2 separate regions of the Gossypium raimondii genome follow, and region 2 is linked to region 1. A link is a contact called in public Hi-C data. All regions are on one chromosome and are shown on one strand. Each heading gives the region's core, a stretch centred on a gene start, on an enhancer-like site or on the middle of the called end of the contact. The rest is flanking DNA. Distances are from core to core; before and after follow the strand shown. Region 1 holds the start of LOC105774367 (hypothetical protein). Region 2 holds the start of LOC105772849 (G-type lectin S-receptor-like serine/threonine-protein kinase B120).

Evidence for each region. Hi-C and Micro-C count contacts between places; a contact is called where the count stands out from the background.
Region 2: a Hi-C map of leaf shows a contact between it and region 1, with 3 times the contacts expected there. The contact joins the promoter of LOC105772849 here to the promoter of LOC105774367 in region 1. A contact is called at or near these places in 2 of 2 Hi-C or Micro-C datasets (both in leaf).

Annotation. Positions count from the first base shown.
Region 1 is chr6:36,913,182-36,918,126 of ASM2569854v1, reverse strand. LOC105774367 (hypothetical protein) reads left to right here and starts at 3,335. Exons shown (of 1, transcript XM_052632999.1): 1 at 3,335-4,792. The coding sequence starts at 3,477. The coding sequence ends at 4,529.
Region 2 is chr6:37,106,001-37,111,610 of ASM2569854v1, reverse strand. LOC105772849 (G-type lectin S-receptor-like serine/threonine-protein kinase B120) reads left to right here and starts at 2,304. Exons shown (of 7, transcript XM_012594320.2): 1 at 2,304-3,722; 2 at 4,069-4,179; 3 at 4,257-4,489; 4 at 4,587-4,797; 5 at 4,912-5,149; 6 at 5,245-5,392; 7 at 5,483-5,610. The coding sequence starts at 2,378.

The DNA.
Region 1 (4,945 bases), core at 2,086-4,585:
TAATTTATTAGCCATTGAAAAAGATAATATATTATTAGTATTAAAATTATTAAATATAAATTTTAATATTATTAAACATATTCATATATATATTTTAATAATACTAGTTTCTAATGTTTCATGCGTTGCATGCGATTTTACTCATTTAATATTTAATTTATTTGTTATACTTTAATTGCAATAATTAACGTAAAATAATATTTTTATTTGAATTGTTGAATATAATTCAAATATATTAAATTATTAATTCAAATATTATAATAAAAAATTCAAATCATAATTAAAATATTTTTAACATATTTAACATGCAATATAATTTTACTTTATGTAATTAATACAAAGTAATGTTATTAAAACAATAGCTGATTAACATAATTAGCTTTAATAATTAATATGCTTAGAATTCTATTCAAGCTATAACTCTATTTTACATTAGTAAAATTAGATTCAATTTTTTTACATAAAACTTTTTAACTAATAATTTAAATTATAATTATAATTATCACAATTTTTCTTATATTTTATCCTAAGAGTTCTATTCAAGTAATTAAATTATAATATTTTTAAATGTGTAATAAATTTCACAACTTCGATCAAATGTATAATTATCGAACTTTTATTTTACTTCAACTTTTATTTTTAAATATGATAATAATTAAAGGATGTTTTCATCAATTCAAAATTTTTCTAAACTCGTATTTTTATATATGTTATAGATACATTATAGATTCTAGATATAATATAATTTTTTAATAATAAATGATATATTTATTTAATATTTTTATTGAAAACCATGCAATATTATCATTGAAATTTTGTATTACTATTTTAATAATAAATATACAGATTATAATTTATGATTATTGTTTTAAAAAAGCTTCATAATCTAAAAATATATTAATATATAAATATTTATACTTTAATATTTTAAATCAGAATATTTTAATATTTATCTCAGTATTACTATTTAAGATGAAAAGTAAAACCAAAGAAGAAAAATTATTTTGATCAAAAGTTCTAATTTTTGGAGTAGTGGAAAACATTTTCTAAAAAGCAATTTATCTAAACGAAATGAACTCTTAGAAAATCTTGAATTCAATTTAGTTATTGTGGATTCCAGCTATCCTAAAGCTGCCTTTTGATTTCTTCTTCTTTATTTTTAATAAAAGTTTTAATTGATTTAATTTTTATTAAGTAAATGAACAATTATTTTTGGGTTAGATTATGCTATATTACTCCTTATACTATGTGAAAGTTAATGTATATTTAGTCTCTATATTTTAATTTGATCAATTTTCGTCATTGTATTTTTCAATTTTAATATTTTAGTCCTAACCCAAACAATAGTAGTTAAATTTGTCTAGTTAAATTTAATTACTAGTATTGTACTATGTTATTCATATTTTCAATTGGATCATTCTAAGTCACTATACTTTTTGAATTTTGAAAGTTCAATCTTGACGCAAATGATAGTCATTAATTAGTTAACTGAATTTTTACCGAGTAATATGTAAAATAACAAGTTGAAATGACATTAAGCATATGATGATATATTTGAAAATAACATAACATAACTAATGAACTTAATAATTATCATTTGATGGGGATTGAACTAAAAATTACCAAATTAAAGTAGTAATGGTGGAAAAGGAGAGGCGATAAACCGCTCTGACAGCAATAAGGGATTGGATATTCTAAAACTTGGTCATCCACACTGTACTAAAAATACGGTGAAGCAACAGTTATGAGAACATTACTCACCAATGCATCACTTAACTCTCTATCTTGCACAGATTAAGGATCTTGTTTTCTTACAGGTATTTTGACTGTCATCACTTTGATTTTTTATTGTCAATTTTGGACCCATGAAAATTAGAATTTAGATATGAGAACAACAAGATAACCAAATTCATTCTTATCATATTTAGGTACAGGATGGGACATGGCAGCTACACTCCCTCGCCATTTCTTTGCAAAACATCCAAAACCTTTCACACTCTATTTTGTTAGGCTTGTTTGGGGATTTAGTGCTGGTGAGAAAAGTAGTGCTTTCAATTATGTGATTTTGACATTTCTTATTTCAGCAATTGAAAGTGAAATGAGCCAATGGGAAAAATATCATAGAGGTCACCGGTATTAGGTGTTAGATTGTATATTGCCTCTCTACTTAAAAAAAAGGGGTAATTTAATTCATATATATTAGATCAAAAAGTAAACTCGTCTTTTTTGTTAAAAAATTCATCCATTTATACTGATAAAAACTAGAGGTGAGCATTCGATCAAATCGAGTCAAATATTTCAAGTTATTTGAGTTGACGAGTCCCATTTTATCATCCTAACTTGATTTGAATTTTTTTCCGAATCGAGTCAAGATGAATCGAGTGAAATTGTTCGAGTTAAATTAAAAATTAAACATGTCAAGTTAAAATCTTGTTACAATATAACTAATTCAATGTTAGAGCATATAAATTCAAAACCAAAAACAATTACTTAAATATAAAATAAGAGAAAAAGAGAGGATATTTTTAGTATGATAAACTTAAATAGTTAATTTACTTATTTAGGTCCAACTTTTTTAAAAACATTTTTATATATATTCTTTATTTTTAGAGTTTTTTCAAAATATGAAATATGAAATATTTATAAATATTTTGAATTATAAAACTTATTTTGAACTTCTTCTTTTTTAATTTTTGTTGAGAAAGATCAATTTGTTCAATTTCAAAATTGATAGGGATCAAAGGGGTATTTACACCAATCTGTTATTTGAGTTATTTGAATTATTCAAGTTATTCAAATTCAACTCGACTTGAACTCGGAATTTGAATAACTTATTCGAGTTGACTAAAAAAATTGAATAACTCAAAATTTAAATTTTTTTTTTCAATTTTTTGAGTCGAATCAAGTTTTACTCATTCCTAATAAAAACTGGTATGACAGAAAAAACAACCAAACAATGACATATGACATGTCGCGTGTACCTCACACTTATATAAATGACCAATTTTTAACAATAGAAATGGATAAAATTTTTAATAGAATGACTAATTTACTTTTTGATCTAACTATAGGGACTAATTTATCTTTTTTTTAAATAAAAAAATAAAAAAATCTATTTCTTAATACAATAACCTATATGGTTGTTTTACCATTGAAGTTACAATGTTGGGTTTTCATGTTTGTGATAATTGATTTCTTTTTCCCTTTTCTTTGTTGAAATAAAAAAATAAAAATAAAACAAAGTTAAGCGGTAGTTACCAAAGTACAATTTCACAATTCTCCTCACATGTGCATAAACTTTATCTCTCTCCTCATAAGATAAAGGCTATGTGGTAGATATTTTAATGATAAATCTAGATACATAGTCGGTGACTCAAGCAATTTGCAAGAAGGACCCCCTCCCCTTCTCACTGCAAATTGAGTAACATTTGTTCTTTTTTCTTGAAAAATCAGGTTTGAGATTTGATGAACCTGTAATGGCCTATTACAGCTCCAACTATTATTATGAAGCTAATTCTGGTGAGTATCATCAAACTCCTTATTATGATAGTAGCCATGATTATGTTTCATCACAAGACTTAGAAGCTCATTCTAGCTATGGCTATGCATACAAGGATTACAATTCTTTCCAATACGATTCAGCTCCATGTTATGGTGCTTGTGATCCTGAAATTGGTCGCTCGACTGTTGCATACTCTTCGTATACTTTCAGTGACCCTAACTATGTTGAGTATTCCCTAGACCCTTATGGTGAAGATTATGGTACTGTAAAGACTCGTTTAATTGTCTCATATTCTGTCTCAGAGTTCAATGAGCCTGAATTTGAAGAGTATGATCCAACGCCTTATGGCGGTGGTTATGATCTTGATGCAACATATGGCAAACCCCTGCCCCCTTCCGAGGGAATATGTTATCCACGTTCATCAGGGGATCCGAATGATCAATCCTTGAAAACCTTTTCTTATGGGTCTATAGAGTCGCCTTATGGGAAAGGAGTTGATAAACTTGTAGAAAAACCTAGCAATGGAAGCAAAACAGCCACAGTCAAAGACCAAGAGCAGCAAACCCAGGGAAGTAATGAAGCTGTTAATGTGGATTCTAATGGCAAGCCTTTAGAGTCGTATCAAGGTGAAGAGATTAAGGAAAGTTACACTGATGGTTACCCTTCTAATAGAAATGTAGCTATTGGAGATGCTAATGGTGCTGAATATGAAAAGAGAGTGTCTCAAATCCCTCCAGGGTATGGCTTAGAAGCAATGGACCTTTGTGAAAGTTTGTTTGGTTACTGGCCCTGCCTGGATCGTGCAAAGAGAGAGAACGAGTATCGAAATTGCTATGGTCCTCAAGGAGTAAACTGCCCATGGGAGGAGACTGCAGACTATCTTTTTGGTAATTCGTATCCTTATGGTGAAAGATGGGGCAATGGAGGTATTTACGAGAACCCAATCTTCAATTACGAAAGGCATTATCAGGGACAACTTATATCAAGGCAGATGGAGTATCAAGAGGAACATTCATGGTTGAATTAGTTTCCTTGTTTTAGAAGGAAACATGTAGCAGTATGAACAATTCCATCTGTAAATAAGTCCTGGTGATTTTCCCACTAGATCCATAATCCGTGGTCGGTATTAATTTTAGTTGTTGCTGAATAATTCCAAGAACTTCCTTTTCAAATGTTTTAAGCAATATACTTGCTGTAAAATCTGTAAAATTGCAGATGATACTCGAAGAAAATGCTTTCATTATGTTCTGGTCTTGCCTCAAATAAATAAAGATTGTCCATGTTTAACAATTGATTTTCGGACAATGATATAAACAATCACTCAAGCTTGATGACTACAACTTGAGAAAGCTTATGGAGTTACCAATATCATACACGTTTTAAATTAGATATTTGATTTATTCAATCAAATATGTATAATAAAAACAGAAAAATTAAATCAAA
Region 2 (5,610 bases), core at 1,055-3,554, 190 kb before region 1:
AGAGATTTGAAGCATCAACTCGCTAAATGCCTGAACATACTCTCGAACAGTGCCTTGTTGCGTGAGATGATGCAACTTAGCCCGAGCCTCCTTCTCGGCATATTGTGGGTAAAACTGCTTCTTCAACTCTCTTTGGAACTCCTCCCAAGTCCCAATTGCGTTCCCACCACGTTTCTCATCCGTGGACCTACGACGGCACCACAAGAGAGCTACACCAGTAAATAGATTGAAGCAGTACTTACCTTAATGGCATCATCCTCAATGCCCATCGCTCAGAAGTATTGCTCCATTTCCCACAAGAAGTTGTCCACATCCCTTGCGGATCGTGCACCCTTAAACTTCTCCGGTTTGGGAACATCCATTGCCTGTTGCTTCGGCCTTGAAGACAATATCCCATTACTCAAAGCGGCTTTGTAGATCGCGAGCTCCCCTTTGAGCTCATCTATTTCTTTCTTCATGGCTAACGCCATATCCTCGAGAGCTTCATCCCTCTCTACCAGCTTTTCCGCAGTGGACTCTACTAATTCATTCATCTTTTCCCTATTAGCATCGAGAGAATCCAACACAAAATCTCTAAGTTGCTCCTCCATTGAGTCAAACCTATCTGTGCGTCCCTCGACCAATTCAAGCGTCTCTTTCACGTTCCCTACGGATTCCTCGAGATTGACCACTCGATTTTCCAAAGCTGTCAGCATTTCCCTTGAGCGACTAGCTTTTCTGGCCCCCCCACGGGTCTCCATTGGCTCACTCTGACTAATGACTTCTTTTGACATCCCAACGGTGCCTTCGAACCAACTCGAATATCACTTGGTTCAAAACTTGGCTCGGATACCACTTGTCACGGGGCTAAACCTTATGTCTCGCAAACCGTGCGGCCTTAGGCGATCCGTTTGCTCCAAACTCGCCTAAGTCAGCCTTTACACCCAAAAGTGAGGATTCATTAGAACTCTTCCAAGGCACCAATTTGTATAGCGGAAGCGATTGTGCCAAAAGAAGCTACAAAAGAACAACAGAAAACCAAAGAAGGAATGCACATAAAGTGTTTGAGTAAATGCTGAAGGAATTCTATTACTCTTAAGAATTCACCTTACAATGGATGAGTACAAATGAGGGGGAGGCTCTCTATTTATAGTTGAGCTCCCCCAAAACCGACGGTCAAGATACATTTACATCGACGGACGAGATTCACTATATCCCTTGATTTTAGGGATTTACAAGATTTGCCATATCAAATCTAATCTAATCTTTACAAGATATGATTCTCTCTATCTTTTAAGATTAGTTACCAAAATTAGCCTAAGTTGCCATGTCTTCATCATCGGGCCAACCAGGCTTCAATCTGACAGGCTTCTCCATTAATTCCTTGAATCGGGCCAGTTCTCGTGGGCTAAATGTTCCCCATCTTATCAATGGACCTCCGTGGGTTGCATATTGTGCCATGGTCACGGGCTTTGCACTTTGGCCCGTGACACATGCGCCTATAATAAACTTTTTAGTATAAATAAAAATTGTAAAATATATAAATAATTTATTTTTTAGGTTACCACTATTTTATTAGAATCAAAATTTAATTTAAATTAATTAAATTAAATAATTTAAAGTTTCAAGGATTCAACCTTATAAACAAATTTGCTTTATCAGTTAATTTGATAAAATGTAATATGCCATTAAAAATTATAATTAAATAAATTTTAATATTTGGTTAAAAACATCAGTTAATGAAATTCTTTTTATAATTTGGGTAAATATTAACAATATATACTACAATAATTTTGCTAAAAGTTGTTATTCATAATTGGACTTGTTTCAACTCAATGAAGTTGGTGATGGGTCATTATTGCTTCTGCAACATGTTATTTGACAACAGTTTTATAATGTGAAAATAAGAATGTTAACTTCATTCCATTTTAAACTTATACTTCAATCCAAAAATTATTATGATTTTCATTCCATTTTAAACTTATACTTCAATCCAAAAATTATTATGATTTATATATTACTATGAATTTAATGCTTGTAGGCTGTGAAACATATTGAGGTCGATGAATTTTCACTGTAAAGATAAATTTCAACACCTTGGGTTCAGAGCTTGTAAAAGGCACGTGGAAACTAATGCTCAAATTTCATTAGCCACCACCTAATCAGTCAGCGTTCTCTGATTTGTCATTAAATTTCCCTGCCTAAAGTAAGCTTTAACGTGTGATTTTGACATTTAAGAAACTTCCTAAGTTCTTCGTTTTGGTTTTTGCAGGTTTTAGAAGTCCAAATTGTCTTCCTGGTTTCGTTTACTGCAACAAGTCTGCCCTTTAAATCTTTCTCTTCTTAATTCCCAACCATTTTCCATTTCTTAGTCTCTGAAATTTTCTTAGACTATGATATGGGAACTCATAAAAGAAACCCAGTTGTTCTTCTTCTGGCTTCATTAACTTTTCTACTGTTTTCTTTTGCTCAGTTTTGCCGTGCGGTTAATGATACAATCAGGCAAGGCGAAACAATAAGAGATGGCCACAGTTTGAAATCGGAGAATAATTATTTTCAACTAGGATTTTTCAGTCCTGTAAACTCCACATCTAGATATGTGGGGATATGGTACACGTTTGATCAGAAAGCAGTTGTTTGGGTTGCCAACAGAAAAAGTCCAATATCAGACAGAAATGGAGTTTTGAGGATTGAAGTTGATGGCAAATTAGTACTCCGCGATGGAAATAACAAATTAGTCTGGTTAGCTCCAGTTACAAGTTCGGCAAACAACACTGCAGCAAGACTCCATAATACTGGAAATTTCGTTCTATCAAGAAATGATAGTATTGATGATAGTGATGCTAATACTGCCTTATGGCAGAGTTTCAGTAACCCAACTGATACGTTTTTGCCAGGAATGAGAGTTCCAGTGAGTTCAAAAATAGGTGTGTCCAATCCTTACAGATCATGGAAATCAGCCACTGATCCTTCACCAGGGAACTACAGCATGGGCGTTGATCCTAATGGAGGACAACAGATAGTGATATGGGGTAAAGAGGGAAGGCGGTGGAGAAGTGGGCAATGGAATCTGCAGTTCTTCATAGGGATCCCCTATATGAGTAATAATGTTAGTTCCTTCCACGGCTTCAAAATTTCTTTGCCTGATGAAACTGGGACCATGTATATTACATACAAGCCACCAACCCAAGATTTATTTAGATTTGTGATATCCTGGGAAGGTAAAGAACGGCAGTTAAAGTGGGATGATGATAAGAAGAAGTGGCTACCTCTGCAATCAGAGCCTGACCCTGATAATAAATGTGAGCTTTATAATTATTGTGGGAATTATGCGACTTGTGACCGCTCAAATTCTCGTCGAATCTGTAATTGTTTAGAAGGGTTTAAACCAAAGTTTAAAGATCAGTGGGATCAAGAGAACTGGTCAGCTGGGTGTGAACGTAAGATCCAACTGCAATGCCAAAGCACGAATCGTACATCTCGGGAAAATGGTAAACCAGATGGATTTAAGAAACTCAAGTGCACCAAGTTACCTGATTTAGCAACCTTGTTGCCATCTGAGGAGAACACAGAGGCTTGTGGAAAGAGATGCTTAGAAAATTGTCAATGTAAAGCATATGCATTTGTTACTGGGATTAGATGCATGGTATGGACAGGGGACTTGATCGATATGCAGCATTTTCAGCAATTTCAGCAAGCTGGGAATTTCCTGTTCTTCTATCGCCTCCATCATTCTGAATTAGGTAAGATCTGGTCCATTAGAAGTTTTTAGCTAGCTCATTTTTATCATAGAGTAGTTCTAAAGTTTCTGCATTTTTTCCTTTTGATTCCCACGCCTTGCCCTTTACCTATATCAGATATGGGGTCATAATTCTAGGGATATTGGTACTTCAAACTAAGCTTCTAGTGAGCTGAATGATGTTAACAAAAATGGCTAAGACCATACACTCGTTTTAACATTGATTCTTCTGTCTCTATTAGCTGACTAAATATGAAGCAAATTTGACTCTGCTACTAGAGGATCTTTACCTATATCAGATATGTGTACAACATATACTAACACCCTTCTTTTTCTCACTTGAATTGTAGATGGCGGGAGGAAGATATCCAATCTTGTGATAGTTATAATTTGTGTGGTGGTGGCAAGTTTCTTGGTGGCATCTCTATGGCTACTATGGAGATACAAGAAGAAAGTGAAAGGTGAGTACTTTTCTCCCTCAAAGGAAAATAAGAAAAGAAAAGGAAAGAGGGTATTCATATTTCCAGTTTGTCTGCAGTTTCATCAATGCCATGTTGCAAAGACAAGGATGTAGCAATTTTCGATGTGTCCAAGTCCAAAAGAAAAGAATTTTCAGCAGATCTTTCAGGACCATCTGACATCCTTATAGATGAGAATCAAGATAATGGGCCAGAGTTACCAATTTTTAATTTCGGTGTTGTGGCTGCTGCAACAAAGAACTTTTATGAAGGAAACAAACTTGGGCAAGGAGGTTTTGGTGCTGTATACAAGGTGAGCTTCTTTAGTTTAGTTAAAAAAAAAAATGTGTGTAATGTTATTGAATTGAATCGAAGGTAATGACGGTTACTGTTTATGTTTTTATCCCTAGGGAGAGCTTCCTGGAGGTAAAGAAATAGCAGTGAAGAGGCTTTCAGGAAACTCCGGGCAAGGCTTAGAGGAGTTCAAAACTGAAATTATCTTGATAGCCAGACTGCAACATAGAAATCTTGTTAGACTATTGGGCTGCTCCATTCAAGGGGAAGAAAAGCTGCTGATTTATGAGTATATGCCCAATAAAAGTTTGGACAATCTTCTTTTTGGTATGTTCCTTGTTATCCTTGTTTAGAGGTTTGTGTAGTTGTCTGTCATAATTTATTAGGCTTTGTAGTTGTTTGATTGTGCTAACGGTTGCTTCCTGATAAACTTTCTGGCAGATGCAACCAAGAAAGCAGAGCTAGGCTGGAGATCCCGCCTGGACATTATCGAAGGCATCGCAAGAGGACTTCTTTATCTCCATCGAGATTCAAGACTCCGAATAATACATAGAGACTTAAAAGCCAGCAACATTTTGTTAGACGCAGAAATGAATCCAAAAATTTCAGACTTTGGTATGGCCAGAATGTTTCAGGGTAACCAAAATGAAGCAAATACAGTTCGAGTAGTTGGCACATAGTAAGCAATCGCTACATGTTAAAACCGGAAGCCCAACTCTCAAACAATTTCAATAGCTTTAGACATATCTAATCGCCTCTTTTCTTAAAATGCAGTGGATATATGTCACCTGAATATGCAATGGAAGGCCTCTTTTCAGTAAAATCAGATGTTTACAGCTTTGGGGTATTATTGTTAGAGATTGTTAGTGGCCAAAGGAATACTACCTTTCGCTCATCTGACCACACTAGTCTTCTCTCATATGTAAGTTTAAAAAGAAAAAGCATTCATTTGTTCTTATCTGCTACTGCTGAAGCTGAAATATATATTGATTTGATTGGGAACTGGCTTCAGGCATGGCGTCTTTGGAGTGAAGATAAAGCGATGGATTTGGTGGATCCTTCCATTCGAGATACATGCTCTCCAAATGAAGTGTTGAAATGTATACATATAGGGATGCTGTGCGTGCAAGATTCTGCAGT